Regions from separate parts of the Zea mays genome. Here region 1 is linked to region 2. The links are chromatin contacts, called in public Hi-C maps. All regions are on one chromosome and are shown on one strand. Each heading gives the region's core, a stretch centred on a gene start, on an enhancer-like site or on the middle of the called end of the contact. The rest is flanking DNA. Distances are from core to core; before and after follow the strand shown.

Region 1 (5,507 bases), core at 1,176-3,675, 200 kb after region 2:
TATACTTGTCTAAGTGTTAGAAACAGAAAGAAGAAGAAAAGAAAAAAGGTGAAAAAGGCTTGGCTGTGTACAGCCAAGACTCAGCTCAGTCTGGCACACCGGACAGTGTCCGGTGCGCCAGGCTGACTCGGCGTGAAGTGGCCGCTCTCGAGAATTCGCCGACGGCGTACGGCTAAAATTCACCGGACTGTCCGGTGAGCCAACGGTCGGCCGGGCCAACGGTCGGTCGCGGAATCTGCGCGCGACACGTGGCCGGGCCAACGGTCGGAAGGGGGCACCGGACTGTCCGGTGTGCACCGGATATGTCCGGTGCGCCAACGGCTCCCAGATCTGCAACGGTCGGCCGCGCCATTTTAGGAAGGAAATCGGGCACCAGACAGTGTCCGGTGTGCACCGGACTGTCCGGTGCACCCGACGACAGAAGGCAAGATTGGCCTTCCAGATTTGCTCTCAACGGCTCCTAGCTGCCTTGGGGCTATAAAAGGGACCCCTAGGCGCATGGAGGACAACACCAAGCAACTTTAGAGCATTCTTGATCATCCACACTCAGTCTTTGCGCATTCGTTTGTCATTCTCAGTGATTCGAGCTCCGTTCTAGTGAGAACTTTGAGATAGTCTTTTGAGCTCAATTCTTGGCCGTGTGTGTGCGCATTTTGCTGTGGATTTGTGTGTGTTGCTTCCCTCCCTTACTCCGTGCTTCTTTGTGAACTTTAAGTGTAAGGGCGAGAGACTCCAATTTGTGGAGATTCCTCGCAAGTGGGATAAAGATAAGCAAAGCAAAACACCGTGGTATTCAAGTTGGTCTTTGGACCGCTTGAGAGGGGTTGATTGCAACCCTCGTCCGTTGGGATGCCACAACGTGGAGTAGGCAAGCGTTGGTCTTGGCCGAACCACGGGATAAACCACTGTGTCATCTCTGTGATTGATCTCTTGTGGTATTGTGTTTTGTTGAGACTCCTCTCTAGCCACTTGGCGATTATTGTGCTAACACTTAACAAGTTTTTGTGGCTATAAGTTTAAGTTTCGCAGGATCACCAATTCACCCCCCCTCTAGGTGCTCTCAGATGTGCTACTCCACTACATACATCATGTTCGAGGACACTCACACAACGTCAGCAACGTCCATCCTCCCAGCGCACAAGAATTCATGTCCGGTCAGTAGCGACTTACGTGGTAGGTTGGGCTTCAGGTGGACGATGAGCTAGACGACGTGATGGCGTCGTCGTCGGATGCGGTGTCCAGAACAACCCGAGAGTCGTCGATGTTGGCGACAACCATGAGGCCTCCCTGCTTAACGATGGACAGCGCGGTGCAGCTGCTCTGGACCGCGTCCAAGTGGTGGCTTCGCGGGAGCTTGTCGTACACAACGGCGCATGCGACCTCGTAGGACTGCTTCTAGAGGTCGAACTGACAGTCGCCAAGCTTCTTCTCGTCATCGATGAGCGACGCCAACGTGAGTGCCTCCTGCTCATGGTGTTTGTTCGGGGTTTCAAGTAAGAAACATGGATTCATGCTTGACGTTGGTTTATGAAAATGACACAGAAGTCTGATCTATGGAAAAATATTACGGAGAAAAATGTCACACATGCAAAAAAATGAATTTAAGTATAATACATTATTCAAACAAAAGAAATTGCATGCAAAGCTCTTCTTTAAATAATATTACCTCCATCCAAAAATCTAATTCAAGAATCTCGGCGATACTTATCTACTACTACGCATTGTGCAATGATAGCAAGTGAGCTTGGTGAGATATGTAGTAGATGTGTTTCCTATCATAGATGTAGATATAAACACATATGTGGTGTAGTGGTAGCTACTCTTGGCCTTTGCTTAAGAGGTCACATGTTCAAATCCCCTTGAGGACATGTGTTTTTTTAATTTTAGCTAGACGTGAGCTGTACGGGGGAATGAGAATAGGAATGAGCTTTGCGGGAGGAGGGAATATGAAAGACAGAATAAAGAATGAGAATGACAGACATGTGAATAGGAACGGTGGCAGAACAGAATGGCAGAATAGGAATGGTGGCAGAACACGGGAATGGCCGACTACTCTTGCAGCCTTAATAGTAGTAGAGATATTAGTAACATTTGTGTCTTTGAATAATTTTACTAAAATATAGATTTAAAGATCTAGCTAATGATATTAATTATGTACTATAAATATTAATATTCTCTTATATAAATTTGTTAAAACAAAAAATGGTTGACTCCTTGGAAAGTAAAAAATGACTAATATTATAGAAGGTTGGGAGTACTATTTAAACATTTTTATCCGCAAAACGTGGCACACGATACGATACGATGAGTCCTGGATTTTTCGGACACGGGCACACGGCTTCACAGTTCACACGGCGCGGAGCACAACCGCCGCGGGCCCCAGCGCGCTCCCATAAAAAAACCCGCCGCACCGCGCCACCGTCCCACCTCCCACGTGGCCTCGCCAATCGCCATCTACCCTATTCCCCGGGCATCGGAGACCGGGACGCCCAAGGATGGACCGCCTCGTCCTCTTCTCCCGCCGCCGCCGCCGCTGGATCCTCCTCACCGCGGCCGGTGCAGCGGCGGCTGTCGGCGCGTACAAGATCTACCACCATCCGGTCGTCGCGGAGCGCCGCCACCGCCTCGTGCGCCTTGCCGCCGCCGTCGCGGCCATCGCCGACGCCGCCACGTCGTCCGCCGACGCGGCGGCCCTGGTGGTCTCCGATCTCGCCGACTTCGTCCGGTCCGACGCGGACGAGGTCCCCCGCAGCGTCAAGCAGCTGGCCAAGCTCGCTGCCTCCCCCGAGGTCTCCGCCACCGTCTCCACCCTATCCGAGGCAGTAACCTCCGGGATGTTCCGCGGGGCGGGATCCTCTAGCTCCGGGCCCGGATCCGGCGGTACCGTGGCCCTCTCCGATCGTTTCGTAGACAAGCTCTTCTCTGATTCAGGCGAGCGTCTCGCGTCCGCGGTTGCCGGAAGCTTCGCTCGCCATCTCGTGCTCGCCTATTACTCCGCTCCTTCACCTCAGGGGGAGGCGTCCTCCTCCCCGACGGTGTGGGTCAACGTGGTCGCGACTGGAAAGTGCCGGAAGGCGATAAGCACCTGGGTTGAGGTCTTCGTGGGCACCGCGGTTAGGGAGTTCATTGACAAGACCATCCACATCAACACCTACGAACAGATCTTCGAAGGGCTCACCAATCCGAAACATGATGCCAAGGTCAAGGAATTGCTTGTTTCAGTGTGCAATAGTGCGGTTGAGACTTTGGTGAAGACCACTCACCATGCCCTGTACAATACTAATGACAACTTGGATGCAAATGATAGTTGTAGTGGCAGTGGCAATGGCAATGGAGTTGGGGAAGGTTGGGTGGAGAGGGTGTCGAGCACATTGGCAGTTCCTAGCAACAGGAAGTTTGTGCTTGATGTTACAGGGAGGGTCACATTTGAGACGGTGAGGTCATTTCTGGAGTTTGTTCTTTGGAAGCTACAAGATGGGGCAAGGAAGGGTGGTGACTCTATGGTTGACAGTGGGCTGCGTGTCGTGAGGTATATGAGCGATAAGTCAATGGTTATCGCTACGATCTGCATTACATTGTGCTTGCATGTGTTGAATGGGACTAGGCTCTTGGTAGCAGCTTAAAGAGCGTAATCGTTTGCCTTTCCTATTTTTGCACATTGTTTGTATAAAACTGTAGGAACCATACTTAAACTGTAAATCAGAAAAGAGTGGAAAGAAGATCAATTATGCAGCATAAGTCTGTTATGCATGTATACTTGAGATTGGTCTGCACGACTTTAGTGAGCGAGATGTTGATCTGTAGTACTGCCTGGGATTAATTGGCATTTAGATGCCTGCTGTTATTGAAGCCTTTTTTTTTAAAAAAAACAAGTATAGCATTACTAATATTGTGGGGGGTCAAGTTGGACCACTAAATTATGTGCTTTTGTATCTTGTCACCAATGATGTAAAAAGCTTGCCTTTTCACGCCATTATTGAATTATGTAAGATCTCAAGTTTGTTTTCAATGATACGAGTTATTTACTCGCTTGGGGTTTAAGTATTGTGTTGGTCGATGAAACGATATCTTATTATCTTGAATCTTGATCTTGAATTTTGAAATATTCACAAATCCTAGTCATACCAGGTTGACATTTTCATCCCTTTCTTTTGTCTTTATAAGTGAAGCAGGCGCACTGGTCCTTTCTTTACTTGTTACTTCTCTTGATCTTGATTTTGCAACATTCAGAAATCCTAGTCACCTAAGGCATCATTTATATGGTGGATATACCGATCTAGACTCCGGTGAGGCGGTGAATTGTTGGTGAATCTATTGTCAGTTGCTCTACTTGTGTATTGCAGATAGTGTCACTCACTTGAGCAACATTCAGACTTACTTTGGTTTGTTGGTGCCTCTCATAGTCTCATTTGCTTATATAAGTAAACATAAGCTGCCATTTTCTCTTCGTATTGACAAGGAGTTCACGGTCTGTTGGTAGATCCACATGTCTTCTGCAACTGTTCATGCTCCATACATCGCCAGAGCACTTCCTGTTCTGTTTTCCGCAAAATCTAAATAAATGTAGCAACTAAACTAGCGTCATATTTATGATTTGATCTGACAATATATAATTCGATCTGAGCTCATCTGTCTTGGCAAGTCACTTGGATTTTGAATGCCAGTAGCTTGCTTACATGTTTCTGTTTCACTGTGCATCTTTACCTGGCTACCCATAAGCCATCTGCTTTCCTTCCTCCTGCTATTCGTGGTGGTGGTGCTTGGATCTTTGGGTCCACTAGACAACTACATATGCGCGGATGGGCCAAATAGATACGGTGGTTTTTGTGGAGGGGCCAAGGCAAAAGCAGCCTCGGGCCAGCCTTATTTCCAGTCCATCCATTGCAGATATTTGTAGGGCATGCTTGGAAATGGGCCTCCACAAAGGCAATGGGGCCCTGTTCTGGTCAGAAACTTTTTTTACGGTGTGCTTGGAAATGGGCCTCCAAAAAGCCAATGGGGCCCTATTCTAATCAGAAACTTTAGGCCTCCAGCATTGACATTGACTTATCGACTGGCACTGCTTGCCGAAGAGCGAAGACATCGTGAACGGTTGAACACCAACATTTGCTCTCTCTCTCGCTTTATGTACATAACTGTGGTATATTTAGATTAGTTTTTTTAGCCAGATTCACCGTCAACAAATTGGAATTCCAACTAAAGCCTTGTTTGGATACTTTTGTATTCATCTTAATCCACATGTATTGATGTGGATTGTGATGTAAATTCTAATCCAGTTCAATACATGTGGATTAAGGTGAATACCATTATCGAAACAAAACCTAAATAGATTGAATAATTCTTTTGAAAATCTACAAATTCAACTAGCTCAATCCAGAATTTTCTCCTACCTTAGATTTTTAGATTCTCGTCGTCCATATTTTCAAAAATATTATTCAGTTGCCACTAAATGTATAGAAAAATATTATTCAGTTGCCACTAAATGTATAGAATCAAATCATTTTATT
Region 2 (5,025 bases), core at 1,876-4,375:
TAATAAGGACTTGTTCGGTTACATAGGATGAAATCCTCCATAGATTCCAATCCATACTAATCCAGAGTTGGATTGATGTAAACGAACAAAGCCTAAAGAGGTTTTGAGAGTCAGCATCCCAAGTTCCTGCTTAATACAGGCATAGACTGTTAATGCTACCATAGTTTTTTTTTAGGTTCAGCATCCCAACTTCCTGTGTAAACTGTTAATGCTAGTATGCTACCATGGATCTTACAGGGACAATAGGCCCGTTCCAAACCTCTAGAGATAATTGCTGGTTAGCTAATAAGTTGTTAGCAGGTTTTAACTTCATTCGAGTAATATTTCGCAAAAGCTAGACAAGTAGTGTCAGACATGTAAACCAGAGAGCCAAACAAGTCAGGAAACATAATGCAAAACATCCGAGAGCGCGAAGTAAAAGGAAACATAAAAAAACAACAAAAAAGTTTCAGATGCAAACGAACGGTATGCATGTGGAGGTTACAAATGAAACCTTTCTTTCCATCGAATCTTTTCTCATCAGGGATGCCATCTTGTCGGTACTGATCCAACTCCACTCCAACATCTTCTGGACTCTGGAGTTGATTTTATGTTTCTTAGGGCCTGTTTAGAGCCTCGAGTGATAAATGTTAGCGGTTAAAATTAGATATAGAGGTTCCAAATTCTGGGAACTGGAGAAGCAACCTGTTAAGGCCACGTCCAATTTCACCCAAATTCTAAGAATCCAGATATTCATATTCTTAAGGGGTTCTTACTAACCATAGTGTTCGGATCTATGGATTTTTATATTGGATAATATGCCACCTCTCCAATATCTCCTATTATCAAGAACGAAAGAGTTTGTAGGATTTTGCTTTGGATAAAGTGTCACCTCTGCATTACCTCACAGGCCCAAAATGTGTTGGATCCAAATAGGGCCTAAGACCTGGTGTTTTGTGCAAATCGATTTAACATCCGCTCTTTACTCACACTAGTATGCTGATTATAGGCCATGTTGTTGCTGGGTACAACTGTTGCTTGTCGGAAAATCAACTTATATGAGAAGCTGGTGAAAAACAACTTCTACTTATTACCGTTTTTTTTTTTTCATTTTTAGAATTGGCTGAACTGATAAGTAATTACAGAAACATTATACAACTTCCGTTTAAATCTTTTAAAAAGTTGTGAAATAAGTTGTGCTAAACAGGGCCATAGGGCCATAAGTTCGTCCAATGCAGAATACACTTGACCAGCAGAATCAGATAGCCACCTCATGAAATTTGCTTCAGGAAAATAACACTACAGATATATCGTGTCCATTACAGATTTTGCACAGCAGTTGACAGAAAAAAAAAGGGCCTCTGGAAGTGGCAATGCAACAAGTGAACGTCCTCAACGCTTTGAGAACTGGGGCCGCTTGCGTGCCTTCTTGAGACCAGCCTTCTTCCTTTCAACGATACGGGTGTCCCTTGTCAGCAAACCTTCCGACTTCAGAGGAACCCTGTTGGCATTGCTGATTTTCACCAGCGCACGGGCAACACCAAGGCAAATTGCCTGGGCCTGGCCTGAGAGACCACCCCCGTGTACTTTCACAAAGACGTCATAGTTCTTCTCAAACCCTAGAGTCATCAAGGGTACCTTGCAGTACTCCATCCACATTGGATTTCCCTGCAGATACTCCTGTGTATTTCGAGAGAGAGAAAATCAGTAAGCACAGTTGATCAAATAAACATCTTCAACTAGATCAGTTGACTTGATTGAAGTTGCACTTTCAGTCACATTAATGGTTGTGTTGTATACTTGTGCAAACCAGCCTAACGAGAACGTCTAAATTGGTGCCACGGTGGTATGTAACATAGTCACAAAGTTCCTGGATCTCGATAGGGTCGAGGAACGGTGGTATGTAATCCTTCAGGCATTTAAGAAGTTTATAAACTGAGGATGGTGCAGGTCGATGGGCACTTTGCATTATCTATCCAAATTGCAGATAATATCATGACTGCAATTGCTTTCAAAGATCTGTTCAGGGTCCTTCGTGGAAAAGATCAGAGATCAGATAGACAGCACATAATTTGGGTCCATAGTTCAGACCATGATGGACTTGAATATTTTCTTCCTCAAGCAACTGAAAAACGTAACTCAAAATAACAACCACACAGATCAGCAGGCCAAATGACAGCTGATTCAGTGCCTCCTGCTTTTGAAGTTGACAATAGCAACAAAGATAATGCAAAGAGCCGCATAGCTGCTGCCAAGATAGTTTTATATCTAAACTTTGCAAGGTAAATACACTATCCATGTAAAATGATCCAAAATTCGAAGTAAAACTAAAAATACACTAACCACATTGTCATTGTCGCCAAAACTTTGACTTTAAAAGTTTAGTTCAGCTTGCCAGCTACTTATTTTTTAACTGAAAGCTTTCCATGCATTTATGTTATCGCCATTTCCGTTTCTTCCACATTTCTTTTAGAAGTCTTACCGCCAGGCATCAAAGCTTCAGAGTCTTTGACACTTTGTTGTTACTACTACAAGTAGCATGTAATAAGCACATTGGTAGATATCAGTAACAATAGTACTGCAGCATTTTGACCACAGCGGTTTAATTCGTCTCCTGAAATTCTAAGGTATTAACCAATTGCAGAGTTACAGGGATAGTACTACCGATTGCAATGCGGCCCAAACAACATAATGGAGCGACGTTGGTGTAATAAGTGCGTGCAATTCTCGGATTGATAGGCACCTTAGCGTCGCGGAAGTTGATGAAGACCTTGCCGGTGCCCTCCTGGAGCACGACGCGGGCGATGGCCGTCTTGCGACGGCCCGTGGCGGTGATCCGCTGCGCCGCGAACCCGCCCGGCAGCCGCTGCTTCACATACTTTCGCAGCGCGATTCCCGACAGCGCATCCTCCTCCGCCTCCTCCTCGACAGCCATCACCTCCTCGGCGGGCAGGTCCGCCTCGAACGATTCGGCGGCTTCGGCTGCGGAGGCGCGGAGCGCGAGGCTAACAGCGCGGCGGTAGGTGGAGCGCAGGCGCAGGAGCGGGGCCGGGTGAGGCTTGGGGGTGGAGGTCGATGGGAGGGAGAGGTGGGAGAGGGCGGCGGCGAGGGAGGAGACGGAGAGCGCCATACTTCGGCGTGGCCGCGTGGGCTGATGGGCGAGCGGGCGCTATGGATAGGGAGCGTCGCGGCGAAGGGGATAAGCAGACTCTGAGCTCTGTTTTTTTAATTATTTTCAATTCTTTTTAAAAATAATCTTTCTTGTGCTGCCATTATGAAACCTGTTCTATAAATACTTTGATTATGACTCTAGAACCAGACTATATCGTAGCCTAATTTGCTAATCCGATACAACCTCAATGATTATCGTAGGGGTGTTTGGTTACTGTCACATCAAATATATAACTATTAATTATAATTAATAATTACAAATATTAAATATAATCTTAGTTAGATTTAATAAAATCATCTTGTCTTGACGTCTTCATATATGTAATTAGTTTTATAATTAGATTATATTTAATACACGTAATTATTATTTAAATAAAAACATGAGAGATACTAAATTTTAGTTGGGTGGAATTAAACACCTTAGGATGGTGCGATTGAAGAGAAGTGGGAGACACATGTCATACCTTCATGGCCAATGCTCATAGCCGCATTTGTCAACGAAATCATGTCATATGTCAGTGTCCCTCCGTCTTACCCATGTCCAGTGGTGTCATGGCTATAGTCAATTATAGGTCCATCATCTTCTCACTCCTCACTATTTTTGTTTGGTTTGTGGAATGAAATGAGTTGATTCATCATTACCTCATTCATCATAGTTAGTTAGTTAGTACTAATATGAGGAATATGGTCATCCCACCAAATTTGAGGAATGAACCCATGATGCACCACCTTAATTTGGATGTAGTGATTCCTTAAACCAAACACCCTCTTAGTCACCAGCGTCGTCGTGTCTAGGGTTAGTTGCAGTTGGCTCTTTGGAGCTTGGCGGCAAAGGATACATGGGCTCTAGATCCCGGTATTGATTGTGGCGGCTAGGGTTTACAGGAGCACAAGAGTGTTGGCTTCCGTGTGGATCCTATCATGCATTTTTGTGGCGCTTCTTTTGACCGGGGACAACAGCCATAGATTGGTTTGCTCCCACGATCAAGGCGTGATGTAACCCTATATGAGGAGTTTGGATAAGCTCCAACTTAATTATCCTAACCAAGTCACCAGCTAACATGAAATAGTTATAGTATTGCAAGTTTTATTTGATTATTTTTATTCTAATGAAAATATGTATTTTTGGATTCTCACTTGTTGTCTTTGCCAGACCACTAGATTTAGGGCCCGTTTGGCAAAGCTCCAGCTCCTGCTTCTTTAGCTCCAGATCCTGATCCTCGTGAGTGCACCGCCAGGCCATAAAAACATCATTAACCCTAGTATCAACTCCTTATAGCTCTTGAGACATTTTCACAGCTACAACAAAATAACCACTGTTTGCTATGACGATAGTTTGGAAATAGCAATAGAAATATTAAGAGTGGTAATTTAGGTGATTATGTAAAAAAAAAGAAAAATCATGTTATAGCCTTTTTTGCATCAACGATGTGTATGGCTTCATAATACAATTAACATATTCAACCCAACAGTAGTAACAAACATAACAACATAGCACAACTTTCCATGAACAAAAAGAAACTAAGAAGCCTCAATTTTGGTGTTGAATCGCCATCCATATATTGCCAAAATATCCATTGCCACCACTTCCATTGCGTAACAAACATCTTTCATATCTTGGTGTAACTCCTTTTGCAGCAGCCTCCAAAATATGAGCCAGTAAAACTCCTTGAAAGTCACTTGTATAATTAAAGGTATCTGTTTTCTATTAGTACAATGAGAGAATACTTAATTATATTAATAAGAGTTTAATGTCATTTTGTTATTGTGAGCCTTCTTTACATCTCATCTATCTCCACTTGACGACGAAAATAGGCTCGCAATTTTGACATTTTAGAGTGGAGGGAGTAGAAAACATTTTAACAAGGGTAGGCA

Evidence for each region. Hi-C and Micro-C count contacts between places; a contact is called where the count stands out from the background.
Region 1: a Hi-C map of leaf shows a contact between it and region 2, with 10 times the contacts expected there. The contact joins the promoter of LOC100191336 here to the promoter of LOC732840 in region 2. A contact is called at or near these places in 3 of 25 Hi-C or Micro-C datasets (ear and leaf).

What each region holds. Positions count from the first base shown.
Region 1 is chr1:288,096,981-288,102,487 of Zm-B73-REFERENCE-NAM-5.0, forward strand. It overlaps LOC100191336 (CF9), which reads left to right and starts at 2,426. Exons shown (of 1, transcript NM_001136770.2): 1 at 2,426-4,043. The coding sequence starts at 2,496. The coding sequence ends at 3,623.
Region 2 is chr1:287,895,314-287,900,338 of Zm-B73-REFERENCE-NAM-5.0, forward strand. LOC732840 (30S ribosomal protein S9 chloroplastic-like) reads right to left here and starts at 3,126. Exons shown (of 2, transcript NM_001112446.2): 1 at 2,723-3,126; 2 at 1,244-1,659. The coding sequence starts at 3,109. The coding sequence ends at 1,372.